Regions from separate parts of the Mus musculus genome. Here region 2 is linked to region 1. The links are chromatin contacts, called in public HiChIP or PLAC-seq maps. All regions are on one chromosome and are shown on one strand. The core of a region is the stretch at or near the end of the contact, and the rest is flanking DNA. Distances in the headings are between cores, read along the strand shown.

Region 1 (4,062 bases), core at 414-2,913:
TGTGATATAAGTCAAAAATCTATTCCAGGTAAAGCAGTGATTCAGTTGTCCATTTGTTACTGATCTGTAATGATCCACACGTTCCTTGTACCATTCCCTGATTTAACAACATATTGGAGGCTGATGAATGTGATTCGTGGAGTCAGCAAAATGAAGCCAGCAACACATAGTACCAATTTAGTAGTGAAAATGCTTAATGAATTCTCAGCAGGCGAGTGTGATTAGCAAAACTCTTTGGTTGTCCTCTGTTGTACACTAGAAATCATTGCTTTACCTGGGACAGATTTTGACTTACATCACATATGCAGGATACGTAAGTCAGACTTACTACCCAGAACTGAGTCCACATCCGGTAAAGGAGACGCTTTTCTAGGGAGACTGGCGAGAGATTGCCTAGACGTGAGAATTTTAGAAAGGTCTCCAGGGGATGACAGAACATTACCACTTTGAGATGACTATTATAAAAATAGTGGATGCGTTAGAAGCTTATACAACAAAAAATACAGCACAAAGAACAAGTTTAAAATGTGTTATTTGTTTTTCCCTAATAATGCCAATCATTCAATTAATTGAATACACACAATTATTTTATAGATCTATTCTCATGAATAATTCCACCTTAATTTTCTATTATTTTTAGTAGACTTTTTTATTTAAACAAATTTTATTAGATATTTTCTTCATTTACAATTCAAATGCTAACCCGAAAGTCCCTTATAAACCCCACCCCCTGTCCTTGCTTCCCAATCCACCACTCCTTATTCCTGGACCTGGCATTCCCCTGTATTGGGGCATATGATCTTCCCGAAATCAAGGTCCTCTCCTCCCAATGATGGCCAATTAGGCCCATCTTCTGCTACATATGCAGCTAGAGACACGAGCTCAGTGGGTACTGGTTAGTTCATATTGCTGTTCCTTTTTAGTATACTTTAGCCTAATACATAATAAGTGTGTATTTTCAATACAAGATATTTGATGTTTTCAACCTGGGTACTTGGTATAGTGATGGGGAATGGTCATTTGTAGGATGAAATATGATTTGGTAGGAAAACTTCAGCTTCACTAAAGGTAACTTTGTTTGCTATTTAAAGTTTATCCTTAAAAGTCAATCTCTGTATGCATATGTATAAACATGCATACACACAAATGTAACACACATATGTATACTCAAACATATACATGCAAAATGCATTTAAGTACAATGTAATTGTATTATAATGGAAAAAGATGTGTATATAACCTTGGCTTTCTTACTTAATAGCTTTGTCACCATAATTTATTTAAACCCTTCGTGCTTAAACTTTATCAGCTGATGTGGAAATGAGAGTAAGCCATATTATTTGTCGGATTTATATGAATATTATATAACTGAAACCATCATTCAATACCCTTTAGTTAATAAGCTCCTGATAAATGTTGTTCATTGTTACTTTAGTTTTATATTCAGGTTATTTTGTTTCAATTTTTAATTCAGGCATGAATCAGGCATTTTCCTTAGCAGTTTTATTCTAATGGAAGATGAACCATCTTTTCCCATGGTGTGATAAGCTCAAGAATACTTACATCTCTAAAGAGAAGGTGTCATGCATGGGAGGATGGGCAGTGGAACTCAGGGAATGCCCCAAATGAAGATAACACCAACTATTTTAGGGAAAAACGTCCTGTTGCAAGATGAGGTAGGAGAAGGAGTGTAGGCAGAAGAGCATATGTTAAGTGGCTGGAGTAGGTGTTGACAGTCCGGCATGTTCAGGAAACTAAGATAGCTGAGAATGGACAGAGAAAAGAGCCATATCTCCTGGACATGTCTGTCTCTTATCCTTGGGAAACTGCAATTTTATTTTCCTGGATGGTAACAGAGAACCTCTGAAAACCAGATAATGCAAGTATTGGTATTTTTGGAACCAATAATCAATGCACATCAAAAACATTATTCCAAATGGCAAGCAAAGTTAGTTACAGCCCAGGATGAGCCCTTGAAAGGTTTTTAACAGTAGCAACAAAGGTAAATGCTTCATTAATGGGCCTGTCCTGTACTCTTCATTCAGCCCGGCTTTTCTATAATCTTAAATCATTTAGTCCTTATAATGAAAACTAGATAACTCTAATATGTATAATCATCTTTTATCTGCAATTTGTAACAGCACGTAAGTAGTAGTAATTTGCTCTCTAATACAGCTTTTAGCCATATGTTCAGCTCCTATTTTCACCAAGAAATTGGTCATTTCATCTTCTCAGAGTGAGTGGGCATGCTCGTTCCAGATCTGTGGTCATATTTTCCATCTAAAGAGAACCTATTTTTGTAGTTTCCTTTAGACTTACAGAGAGTTCCTCTTTGTACATTAAATTACCAGGACCTAAGATACTTCTTCTAACATGTATTTGAAGGCAAAACTCCCCCAAATGTCATCTACAGTCAAAGATACATGAGTAGATAGAATGAAATTTCAGAGACTCCTATTTTGTAGCTCCAAAAATAAAATAGGATATACTGTGGGACAAAATGCTAAGCTTAAGATAGCAAACAGAATTAGGATAAATGCCAATCTATTGTATTTAATTGTTAACTCTTTTCATTCTTTGATAATATAGATTTCTGGTGTTCATCAGTTCAAACTATGTGGTGTTGGGTTTTCCTTTGAAAGTTTTTGGAATTCAGTTTTTTCCTTTTCTGTTTTTCTTTTATTAATTTGCATTAATTGAAAATAGATTTTCATATGACATAATTTGATTATGGTTTTCCTTTTGCCAATTCCTCCCTATACCTCCCCACTTCCATACCAACCAAAATATATACCCATTTTTTACTCTTATTAGAATACAATCAGACATCTACTGCTACTTGTACTACTTCTGTTACTACTACTACTAAAACTGCTACTACTAGTTCTTTACCTGTGCCTTGACTATGTTGAGCTCGATACAATGTTTAACAATGTATGATACTATTGCAAGCAGATGTTAAGCAATGATACTGTAAGAAGTTTTAGCAGTAACACGGGTAGATGTTATATGGTATATAAACTCAACAATTTTCTGAAAGAGAAAAGTCCACTTAGAAAAACAAATGATGTTAAGAAAATTAGCATATCGTTCATAATATAACCACTAAACTTCTTCTGTATTGTAGCTCCCTCCATACTGGCATGAAGAAGAGAGGTTTAAAGTGTGTTTGTTAGTTACTTTTTAAAAATCTAAGACTATAAAGAAAAGTAGACTTTAGAGTTAATTATTAAAAAATAACCCACCTTCCTAGACATTAGCCTTTCCATCATGCACTAGACAAAAATGAAAACTACAACTTTAATATATTATGAAAATATAGTCCAGGCTAAATACTTGATCTATACTGTAAAATACTATATCTCTCATGCTATGTATATTTACATGTATGTTACTTAAACTTGTTTATAATGTATTTTCACTTCAGTTTTTATAACTCCCCAAAGACACATTTAAAGCACAATGTGTTGGCTAAATAGATTTGTTCTCTGTGTAAAACACTGTGAATTGGATCCATAATTTTTACCCAAAAATATTTGTTGAATAAGAAATCAATTAATAATTGGGTAAATCAATAATGATGTGAGAAAGGAGAAGATAAATGTGATCAGCTTTTCTGTGATACAGTAGGATTTCTTAATATTATTCATACAACATCACTAATCTTCGACAGAATGTTTCCAGGAACATTTTAGGTGTGATACTTCTGTTTCTGTAATAAACAGCACACAGGTTACCGTGTATATGTTGCCCTGTTAACTCAAAGCCAACCATCTGAAATATAATGGAACAATGTCAAAATACTGACATCAGCAATAATCATTGCTGTCATCCTGTTTTGTACAGTTTTTATTAATACAAATATATATGAATATATGTGTGAGTGTATATGTGTGGGTATATGTGCATGTTTCTGTGCATACCTGTGTATTTTGTGTGTGTGTGTCTGTCACCAGAGTAGGTTTTTGTCTACCAATATTTTCAGGATTCGTAATGTTTCTGACACTCGAAGGATCTATTGAGTCCCTGTCCTACCTACATCCACTCTTCCCCCAAGTTTCC
Region 2 (4,137 bases), core at 360-2,859, 110 kb before region 1:
TCAAGCTTCAGGCTTCTGCTACTGCTGTTTTCAGCTGCCTGGGAATTCTTAAGGGATGGGATCATAGTCAGAAGATGTGGGAGATGGGGAAGGACTCCAATAGTGACCGAGGAAGTAGGGTGGTTTGGTTTTAAAGCACCCTTGCTTTTTTTTTTTTTGTATATATTTAGTCACTGCTTTGAGAGCAAGCATAGAAAATGCCTTCATAGAATAGCTGTACACATAGCAAAGGAGTATCCTCTGACTCACTACAGGTTCTGGCCCCAGCATAGAGCAGTTTTAGACCTGTGGCCTCTCAGACTACAGTAATCCCTTCCAGGGCATTTTAGACTTAGAGAAACTTAGTCGTACAGCGGTTGATGACCTTGGAAGCACACACCCTGCAAAGAGGGCAAGTGCAGGGCCTCAAGCTGGCCCTGCTATGGCGTGGCCCTAACGGCTCGAAGGTCAGCTAAGATCTCACCTCCTAAACACCTTCAGACCGAACAGCACAGACGAGAGAGTTTGCATAATTTCAGAATCAAAGAATGTGGTTTCACAAATATGGATTTTTAAGTTTGGCCCAATGTCATCTTGGGAAGGTGGGAGAGATGGCTTATTTGGAAAAAAAAAACTATTGGAAGATTTCATCTTACCTGCGAGGCTACCAGCTACCTACAATATCCATTCTAAAGTACTAAGTATGCTAAGTATGGAATATTCTGGGTGATGGCGAGGGACAAAGATATTTTATTCCCAAAGCAACGTTGACTTTCTATTTCTAGGGAAGGTTCTGTGTATGGACTGACACCTTGGAGCAATAAAGAAAATGCCCTGTTCTTGTGTCAAAAAATTCGTTCAGCAAGCATTCCTTCTGGTGGACTGACTACTCAGCGGGCCAGCTGTCCAGGGCCTCTGCCGGGGCAGCCCCAAGGGGAGCGTTTCAGACAGTGGTCTCCACTGAGCTTCTCAGATCCTGCTTCCCCAAGCTCCTACCATGACCCTGCTGCTCCCACTGTCTGACAGGTGTTTTTCCAACTCTAGAGGCAGAGGATTTTGGGGAGTGTCTGAGCCAATAAGATTTCTCCTTAGGGGGAGGGCGTGGCTACATGGGTCAGAGCAGGGGCGGGGCTTGCGCAGCGGAGGAAAGCCTGGCTGGTTGTGTGGAGGGTTGTTTGATTCCCACCCCCCACTCCCCTCTTTTTTTTCTTTCTTTTCTTTTCTTTTCTTTTTCAAAAATCTTTCTTCTGACTCTTATTAATTTCTCTGTGGGGCTGCGGCTGGAGACCGCGGAGCGTTGGAAATGACGTTCGGAGCTTTAATTACTGCAATGGCTGGACAAGTGTGAGGAAAGCTGACAGTGGAAAAAAAGGGGGACAGGATCGGGGAGAAGCAAAGAAGCAACACCCCCTCCTTTTCCCTCCAGATTTGGACAGGAGGTGCAAGGAGACTGAAGAGAGAGCTGAACATAGCCCGGTTTTGGGGGGAGAGGCCGGAACCCCGCCGCCTCTTTGCAATCAACTTTTTTTGGAAGCCTTTATTCCCTCTTTCTTTTTATTGTTGACCAACCAGTGAGGAGAGCGAGCGAGCGAGCGAGAAAGTGAGGAGGGAACGAGCGAGCGGAGGATCACTCCGGGAACTAGCTGTACGTTGTGCTCGGAGCACCAGCCGCACAGTCGCGCTCACTCCCACCCGCGCGCCCTCCTCCGCGGCCCCTTGCCGGGTCCGCGGGTCCACGGGTCCTGGAAGCCGCCGCCGTCGCCGACTGGCTCTCCGGCCCCGGGAAGCCCGTGCACCAAGCGCGCCGCGCCCGCCCCCCTTGCGCCCCCCACGCGCTCCCGGCTGAGGGGGGGAGATCTCCTCCGCGTGCTCGCAAGTGGCTATGGTATTTGGACATGTAATTGTCAGCGCGGGATCTGAGACTTGCCAAAAATGAAGCTGGCGACGGGACTCTGGGTCTGGGGGAGCCTTCTGATGGCAGCGGGGACCGTCCAGCCCAGCGCTTCTCAGTCAGGTGGGTCGCGGTCTCGCGGTTCCCGGTCGCGCTCCAGCTGTTGAACCCGCCACTGCCTCCGGTGTTTCCCTTCTCCCTCGCCCCTCTGTCACCCTTAGGCTCCAGGGACCCTAGGGACCGGGCTTCTGCCTTGGGTCGCCCCTAGCTCCATCCCAAACTTACCTTTGTGTGTGCGTGCGTGTGTTTTTAATTGATGCTACAAATGACTTCGCTTTCCTGCCACCCTCTATATTATTGTCCCCCCTCTCGCCCTCTCTTTAGCCCCCTTCTTTCTTTCTCGCGCGTTTTCTGGGAGCCTAAGCGGGATCGCTTCTGGTGGCGCCCGTTGTTCGGGGCGTGGGAGACCTGAGCCCGTCAGTGGAGGTTCCCTCCTTCTCGAGCTGGGAAGGGGGGGGGGGGGAATCAAACCAAACCGGAGAATCGCTGCACCTCTTCGGGCTGCCAGGAGGTTCCTGAGCTGAGCCTGGCTGGCCTTCCCCGGGGTGCAGGGCTGCGGCGGAGCGCGGCCGGGGAGCCGGGCTTGGCACCTGAGCATGCTGGCGCAGGGTCCCTGGCCCGAGTCTCCAGTAGCCTGCGGGGTCACACCGGACGCCCAGCCCTATCCGGGCAGCTGGAGCGCACCGGGTGCGCGCCTCGGCCGGGGGCCAGGGACTCTGGGCCTTCTTAGTTGGCATCTCTAGGCTGTCTTGAGATTGACTTGGGGCGAGAAAGAGGGTGTGTGTGTGTGTGTGTGTTGGGCGTGCGACTCTTCAGCCAGCATGATCTCTCTCTCTCTCTCTCTCTCTCTCTCTCTCTCTCTCTCTCTCTCTCTCTCTCTCTCTCTCTCTCTCTCTCTCTCTCTCTCTCTAAAAGAGCCTGGCATACTGAGTCCAGAGCTCGGCCTTCCCTCCCCATGCTGGACTTGGCTCTGGGAAGAGTTCTTCCAGTAGTGCAACTTGGGGTTGGCCTAAACTTCTGTTTACTGCCCTGCCGGGCTGCAGAGCTCGCGGGTGGCGCTCACTGACTTAGCCCGAGGCGGGCCGGGTGGCGGCGTCCTGAGCGCTGCCACTGTTGGCTGGATCGCCCAAGCCCCAGGTATTTGGACAGAAAAAGGACTAATTGACCCCGAGAGAAACAGTGTCGCTGTCGTGCTGGGGCCGCCAGAGCCAATGACAGCAGCTGCGATGTAGAGGAGCTCAAAGTTTCTTGACTCTTGGGAGTTACCCCGGGGATGAGAGGAGGGGACGCGAAAGGACTAAGGAGAATCTGTGTGTCTGACCTGGCCCAGAGGGGAGAGAAGAGGGCTTTTGGAGAAGGCAGAGAGATTTCCGGAACCTTCCGGGGCTGGTGGCGGGAACGTGGGCGTCAGCTTGAGAAGATAAAACATTCAGGAGTGGCGACAGGGAGAGCTTTAGGTCCCTAGAGGGTGTCCTTCTGACCTCACCGAGAAAGCTGCAGCTTGCTAGTTTTCCCGCTCCGCCCCCGCTCCCGCCTCTTCCTCCTCGCCTAGTAAATAACAAGTTACAATCTCTGAGCGGTTCAAAATGACCTTCGAATGGCACATGTGCGCCATTTGTGCTGGCCGTTTGCATACTCCCAGTGACTCTGAAATTCTTCCTGCATACCAGATCCTGCGCTCCAGCCACCTCTGGAATCAGAGCAGCAGCAAGGACTTGAGATTCCAGGCGGCCGCCTAGATACATCCCTTTCTAGCCCCCGACTCGGAGCCCTTTGCCTTTCCCCTCAATGGGTTGATTATGCACATTGACCCATTCAAAAACACTTGCCACTGTCATGCAGGCTTAGCCGAGAGGAATTTCTATCAGGCCACCCTACCAGGGAGCTGTCTGGCGTGGCCCGGGCCGCTGGGGGGATCCCCGCTTCAAGTCCACAGCAATTTGGTATTAACTCTGCAGCTCCCGGTTGGGGCTATGCCGAAAAGCCCTTTTCAGAATTTAGGCAAGGAATGTAATCCAAATTAGTTCTGCAGCTGTCCCCTTCCGCGTCTCAGAGGACACCAGCCTGCGCCCAGCTCCCTCTGCTCTTTTCCCTGGGCGAATTGTCAGACCCACAAGTGAGCCCATTTAGAAGCAGGAGGATTAGCGTGCCATTGTTGTTTCGTGTGTGACTCTGTACTTGAAATTCTAGGGGCACAAAAGAGAGCC

What was found. HiChIP or PLAC-seq counts read pairs in DNA pulled down with a chosen protein or histone mark.
Region 2: an H3K27ac HiChIP or PLAC-seq map of heart atrium shows a contact between it and region 1, with 9 read pairs. The contact joins the promoter of Erbb4 here to the enhancer-like site in region 1. A contact is called at or near these places in 2 of 39 promoter capture datasets (both in liver), 1 of 484 Hi-C or Micro-C datasets (the HL-1 cell line), 2 of 115 datasets of contacts at active chromatin or transcription factors (heart atrium and neural progenitor cells) and 2 of 9 other capture datasets (liver and pancreatic islet).

The regions. Positions count from the first base shown.
Region 1 is chr1:68,993,217-68,997,278 of GRCm38.p6, reverse strand. The region is part of intron 1 of Erbb4 (erb-b2 receptor tyrosine kinase 4); the gene reads left to right. Among named protein-coding and RNA genes, the nearest start is that of Gm51744, 39 kb to the right of the region's middle. Within about 2 kb of position 1,663, at least 3 of the 459 cell types and tissues checked have an H3K27ac peak or open chromatin away from gene starts, as enhancers often do. A contact at or near this core is called in heart atrium, where this site is marked.
Region 2 is chr1:69,105,531-69,109,667 of GRCm38.p6, reverse strand. Erbb4 (erb-b2 receptor tyrosine kinase 4) reads left to right here and starts at 1,609. Exons shown (of 27, transcript NM_010154.2): 1 at 1,609-1,993. The coding sequence starts at 1,912.